Regions from separate parts of the Mus musculus genome. Here region 2 is linked to region 1. A link is a contact called in public promoter capture Hi-C data. All regions are on one chromosome and are shown on one strand. The core of a region is the stretch at or near the end of the contact, and the rest is flanking DNA. Distances in the headings are between cores, read along the strand shown. Region 1 holds the start of Anxa2 (annexin A2). Region 2 holds the start of B230323A14Rik (RIKEN cDNA B230323A14 gene).

Evidence for each region. Promoter capture Hi-C pulls out the DNA fragments that hold promoters and counts their contacts.
Region 2: a contact with region 1 is called in a promoter capture Hi-C map of embryonic stem cells. The contact joins the promoter of B230323A14Rik here to the promoter of Anxa2 in region 1. A contact is called at or near these places in 2 of 39 promoter capture datasets (cranial neural crest and embryonic stem cells) and 3 of 484 Hi-C or Micro-C datasets (all in embryonic stem cells).

Annotation. Positions count from the first base shown.
Region 1 is chr9:69,452,318-69,455,132 of GRCm38.p6, forward strand. It overlaps Anxa2 (annexin A2), which reads left to right and starts at 1,366. Exons shown (of 13, transcript NM_007585.3): 1 at 1,366-1,422.
Region 2 is chr9:69,759,748-69,762,562 of GRCm38.p6, forward strand. B230323A14Rik (RIKEN cDNA B230323A14 gene) reads left to right here and starts at 1,399. Exons shown (of 5, transcript NR_040765.1): 1 at 1,399-1,465. Foxb1 (forkhead box B1) reads right to left here and starts at 1,193. Exons shown (of 2, transcript NM_022378.3): 1 at 801-1,193; 2 at 1-553. The coding sequence starts at 499.

The sequences.
Region 1 (2,815 bases), core at 116-2,615:
CTTTGGTTCCTAGGAGTGAATTGAGACCGTAGTGGAAAGTATAAACAGATGTTGATATCAGAAGGGACCAGGGCTGGGAAGATAGTGGCCTAAGATCTTGTAGCTTAAGAACCTGAGTTCTGTTCCAAGTTCAGGTAGAAGGCTTTTTGGCCAACCAATCTTGCCTAATTTGTGAGCTCCAGGCCAAAGAGATACCTTGTCTCAAATAACAAGCTGGGCCAAGGTGGGTGCTCTGAAGGGACAGCATCCTAGAGGCTGACAGCGCCTTGCAGGTCATGTGTGATACACGTGACCACGTGTGATACGAGTGAACCACAAGCACACACAACTAGATGGAAGAGAATCGTTAGAACCTAGAGAAAGCAGAGAGGTAGACTCTGCAAGGACGGAGTTGAAAGACCTAGTGTGACTGGGCAGCGGTGGTGGTGTACACTTTTAATTCCAGCACTGGGGAGGCAGAGGCAGGCAGATCTCTGATTCCAGACGAGCCTAGTCTCCAGACAACCAGATCTATACAGAGAAACCCTGCCTTGAAAAACAAAAACAAAACAAAACAAAACAAAACAAAAGAACCAAAACTAGTGTTTAAGGTATTTCCAGCTCTCTTGCTAGCTTGAAGTTTAATGCGGTGTGAACAGTCACCCACAAACACAGTTCACTACTGCGTTGTTTCCTGGAAAAGCAAGCTAGAAAAGAAACAATATGACCCAGAGAAACAGTTTGTCAAGGAATGAGAAGGGGGAAAAACCTTCAATAACCTACAATTAGGAAAAGACCGTAGGACCTGGGGTGTATTGGAGTACTGGGGGAAGGAGGTACCTTCTAGCCTTACCTCTTAGTCTCCCTAGCTGGTTAGAGGCCTCTCCGCTTTGATTTACAAGGCGGAGTAGACTGTGTAAAGCAGGGCCAAGCGAACACCCTCCTCACACTGCTCCAGCTGGTGACCAGAGGTTAAGCTAATATGTTTGCAGACAGTGATGGAGAGCTGGGTGCCAACGGCCCAGTTCAGAGGAATCCAAATATATGCGCCTTGAAACAATTCTACCCTCCATTACCTCGCTGCCTAGAAGCCTTTTAAAAGCAAAAGAAGTGAGTTGGGCAAGCCAAGCAGCTGAAATCTTAATAACCCAGAGCCAGCCTGAGCAGGGCCCTGTACTCTAGGAGTAAGGGGATTTGGGCGGGGGAAATGGGTGGATACTTGTAGGGCCTGGGGAGGCGGTGGAGCTGTCACGTAGGGCAGGACTGGGCTTGGGCTACGTTCCAAGTTGGATGAGTCACCCAGCAGGGTGGGAACAGGCCGGGGAGGGAGGGGATGTGGGGCGGCCTCGCGCTGGGAGGATGGGGCGGGTATAAAAGCCCCACCCAGCCCAGCCGGGCTGCTCCGCTTCAAGGGAGGCTCTCAGCGATACGTGCCCGGCCCAGGTAAGTGGGGCGCGGCCCGGTCGCCCGCTATGGCCTCGGGGTTGCGGTGCTGAACGGGGAGCGGGCAGGCTCCGGCGATGGGGACCCCGGGAGGCACGGAGAGGGACCCACTCCACCCGGTGATCTGCGAGGCCCTGCAACAGAGTTGCAAAGTGTCCCGCAAGTGACCGTGCTCTTTGCATGCCACTCTCCTGAGGGGTCGGGGCGCAGGGGTCGGGGCGTGCTTCCCCTTGAGGTTTCCTCGGAACGGGGAGACCCTTTGTGGGGCGGGGAGCCGAGGGGGCGGCATTCCAGACGTGCTAGATGTCAGGAGGGGGACTGGGTGTGGCCGCTGGGGGAGCCTCCGGCCCAGCAGTGAGAAGTCCCACTTCGCTTTCCGCACTGCGTTCTCTCACTCTGGACCGTAACTTCTGCAATTTCAGGTGAATTTCCTTGCAACTGAGGGACGTGCCTTTGTGGAGTCGGAGCAGGGTACCTGGGGGAGGTCCAGGGGGCACCAGAACCTCAAGTCTTGACTACTGGGTGCCCTTCTTTACAATCTCAACTCAGTCTTCGTCATGAACGCTAGATTGTCTGCTAGGTCAGCGACCTCAGACTTCATTTCTTCTGGGGAGTTTGTGGCTCGCTTAGAATGTGTGCAGAAGGAAGTGTCCCCGGGTGGTTGTAGGGAACGTTGCCTTGACTGTGCTGATGCCACCATGAATCAGTTGATAGGGTCTATAGAAAAGGGCGTGGTTCCTGGGCCTCAGGTTCCAAAGCTGGCGCGGAGGGCTGTGGTTGGAGAAGTTTCTTTATCTATGAAAGTGGTTTCCGAACTCTGCTGTTGATAGCGCCACTCACACTGAGTTATTGAAGGTTTCCGAAAACAAGTTCATTCAAAAATAGCTAAATAAAGCGTACTGAAACAGTGTCATGCAAATGTAAAAGCAAAGCAAAGGCAACAAAATAACTGTTACTTGAGACAGAGCCGTAATCTCAACACTCAGAAGACTGGAGCAGCAAGATCCCTTTTGAATCCGACCTGAGCTACATAGTAAGTGAGATTCCTGTAGGGGGAAAAACCCAACTACCAAAAAAAAAAAAAAAAAAAAAAAAAGAGAGAGAGAGAGAGAGAGAGAGAGAGAGAGAGAGAGAGAGAGAAAAGAAAAAAACCATGAGCTTATGATCACGATCAAGCTTATTGGTAATTGGTAGAGTACCGTAGTAGGTTGAACTTCATTCCCAGAACTTGAAAAAGCTATTCATGTGTGAACTATTATGCCATATTCAACTCCAGCCCTTAAAAGCAACCATAAACTCTTGGAATTCAAGATCCTCAGCCTGAAACACTCAGGAGTATAATTAGGTGGGTCTGCAACTTGGACTCGGGAAGCCACTTCCCTGCCCAACCCCA
Region 2 (2,815 bases), core at 149-2,648, 310 kb after region 1:
TGAAGCCGGAAGGCTGCGCCACACCGCCCAGGTTGTACGCAGCGGCCGGCATCTGCGGCAGATGCGTGCCCGAGGCGGCCAGCGCGCTGAGCCGCAGCTTAGCCTGCTGCTGGAGGTACTGCGCGGCGTCCGCCGGCTTGCTGGGCGCCAGGTGGTCTGACTTGAGCACCTTGAAGCGCTTGCGACGCCGCAGGAAGCTCCCGTTCTCGAACATGTCCCCGCAGCTGGGATGCAGCGCCCAGAAGCTGCCCTTGCCCGGCTGGTCTGGCCGCCTCGGGATCTTGATGAAGCAATCGTTGAAGGAGAGATTGTGGCGCAGGCTGTTCTGCCAGCGCTGCGTGTTCTCCCGGTAGTAGGGGAAGCGGTCCATGATGAACTTGTAGATCTCGCTGAGCGGCAGCATCTTCTCCGGAGAGCTCTGGATGGCCATGGCGGTCAGCGAGATGTATGAGTAGGGCGGCTTCTGGTCGCTGTACGTGTTGCGGCCCGGCCGAGGCATCTTCTTGCTTGGCCACTTGCTCAGGGTCCGCGCGGCCCGGAGGACTGGTCGAATCTGAGAAGGGGGGAGGTGATGGAGAAGGGCAGCATAGGTGCAGAGACACTGGCGAGGTCACTCAGGCCGAGTCACAGATATAGGGGGTGGGGAAGAGGGGATTCGGGTGCCAGCAACTTTGCGCACCAAACTGGGTAAGACTCAGCTAGGGGAAGTGGAGAGGGGAAGACCGAGAGCAGCAGAGAGGTTTGCAGGAAAGTAGGTAGGACCTGGATTCAGGGGAGGGGACAGAGAGATAGATGCTCACCTTAAAGTTGTTCCAAGTTGCCGGTCCGCATCCGGGATGGCGTGGCTGGTGGCCGAGTCCCTCCCTGCGCGCGACCGGAGCGCAGCGTCGGGGAGCAGTGAGACTCGCTGCCAGCTAGGCTTGGACTCAGCCCGGTAGAGCTCCTCTCCGCGGGCTGCGCAGCGCGCTCGTGGGTCGTGCGCCCTGCTGGGAGACCGAACTCGGCTGCGGAGTGCCCGTGAGGACAGTGGCAGACGCCGCCTCAGGGATCCAGAGGACGCTGCTGTGGTGTTCGTGGTTCCGCTGAGCTAGGTGGCTGCCTCCATGTCCACCCTCGAACCATCTGATAGTTTTAAGCGGTGACAGGAGCAGAAAAGACCCCTGTAGCGGCGCTTCATTAATGTGCCACTTCTTAGCTATCGTATGACAATCGCCTTGGGAGGAGGAGGAAAAGGAGGGGGAGCGGGGGCTGCAGAGGGAGGGGACTGAGGGAGAGGAGAGAGAGCCTGGCCAGCGCTGGTTTCTTTCACACCTATTTACATGGACACCTTGGCCAATAGGAATCACTTCCAGCCGAAGACTGGGAGACCGGGAAGAGCCTCTGCCGCCCGCGGGGAGCGGGCAGCGCCTACCGGTGTGCGCAATGGGAAGGTATGAGCGGAGCAGCGCGCGGAGCCGGCTGGCAGGTGACCACTCACTCTGAGCTATCTGCCGCGCCGGTGGTGTTTGACATGGAAATTGCTCGGCTGGGGTATTCTGTTTCCTTTGCTTTGTGTCGGGTTTGTATTGTTAGCTAACTTATAGCACAGGCTTTCTCCTGAAGGGCGACCTTTCTACTTTGGTTGCCACTGCGCGGGGTTGATTGGATGGGTTGTTCAAATGGAAACCTACCTCGCAATCCCACCCCCAGTCCTGCAAGAGGCAGGTAGAAATTTGTCTGTCGCTTTAAAAAGGTGGTAAAGTTAATAGACGCATATAGATAGATATATTTGGACAGCTGGGTGGATAAGTCCGTTTTGAATATATATATATTCAATATATATATATTGGTTGTGAGCCTAGCCTTTAACGGCTGAGCCATCTCTCCAGGCCAAGGTAAGTTTGGGGTTTTTGTTTTTTGTTTTTTGTTCTTTGAAAAGAATGGATGAATGTATTAGGTTCTGCTTTAATACGTTTTTCAGAGATTTAATGGGCACAAGGACGTTCAGGGTAAATTGAGGCAAGGCAGCGTGTGGGCCTGGGGAGGGCGGGAGTTTGTCCAATGTACGCTATGGCTTCCGGGTCTCCTTTTTCCAGGTGCTTGCGAAGTCTGAGGTTTCTTGGAAGTTAGCGGGTCAGCATTTTGCAGACCCCTCCCCCTTTTTACATGGGAATAGTTTCTTTAGAGTTTAGAACTCCATGAAAAGACAAACAGTGCCTGCTGAGACCAGCGAGGTTTTTTTTTTGGGGGGGGGGGGGGCACGTGGCACCAGGCCTGGAGAGAATAGCGGGCTCCTTCGAGTTCATATTTGCCTTGTGAGGATTAAATGAATCATTAGTATCATTATCATCATCATCTTCTTCTTCGTCGTCGCCGTCTTCATCAAACTGTTAGGGAATAAACCGCGACTCAACCCTTCGGCTTGCACGCAATGAGTACAAGCCAGGAGTTCCACGCTTTTCAGCGCTTTCCGGGGGCCTTTGTGGTTTTAAAAAGAACCCCATGCCACTAGGTTAAATACTTAATACCTACAGCCTAACAGAACTGTCTTTAAACTCCGAAAACCTCTTTTTCCTTTTTTCTTTCTTCCTCCCCCTCCCCCATAGGAGCAGACTGATAGTTGTAGTGTGACGTTTGTTACACTTTGAGTGACAGTAGAGCATTAGTCTGTGAATAGCAAGAAAACCTTTCAGCTTCCGAGCGCGCGCACACACACACATACACACACACACACACACACACACACACACACACACACACACACACACATCCCTACTCACATAACTTCATTAACCACAGTTTCGAAGCCGGTCAATAACTCACCAAAACGTAACTT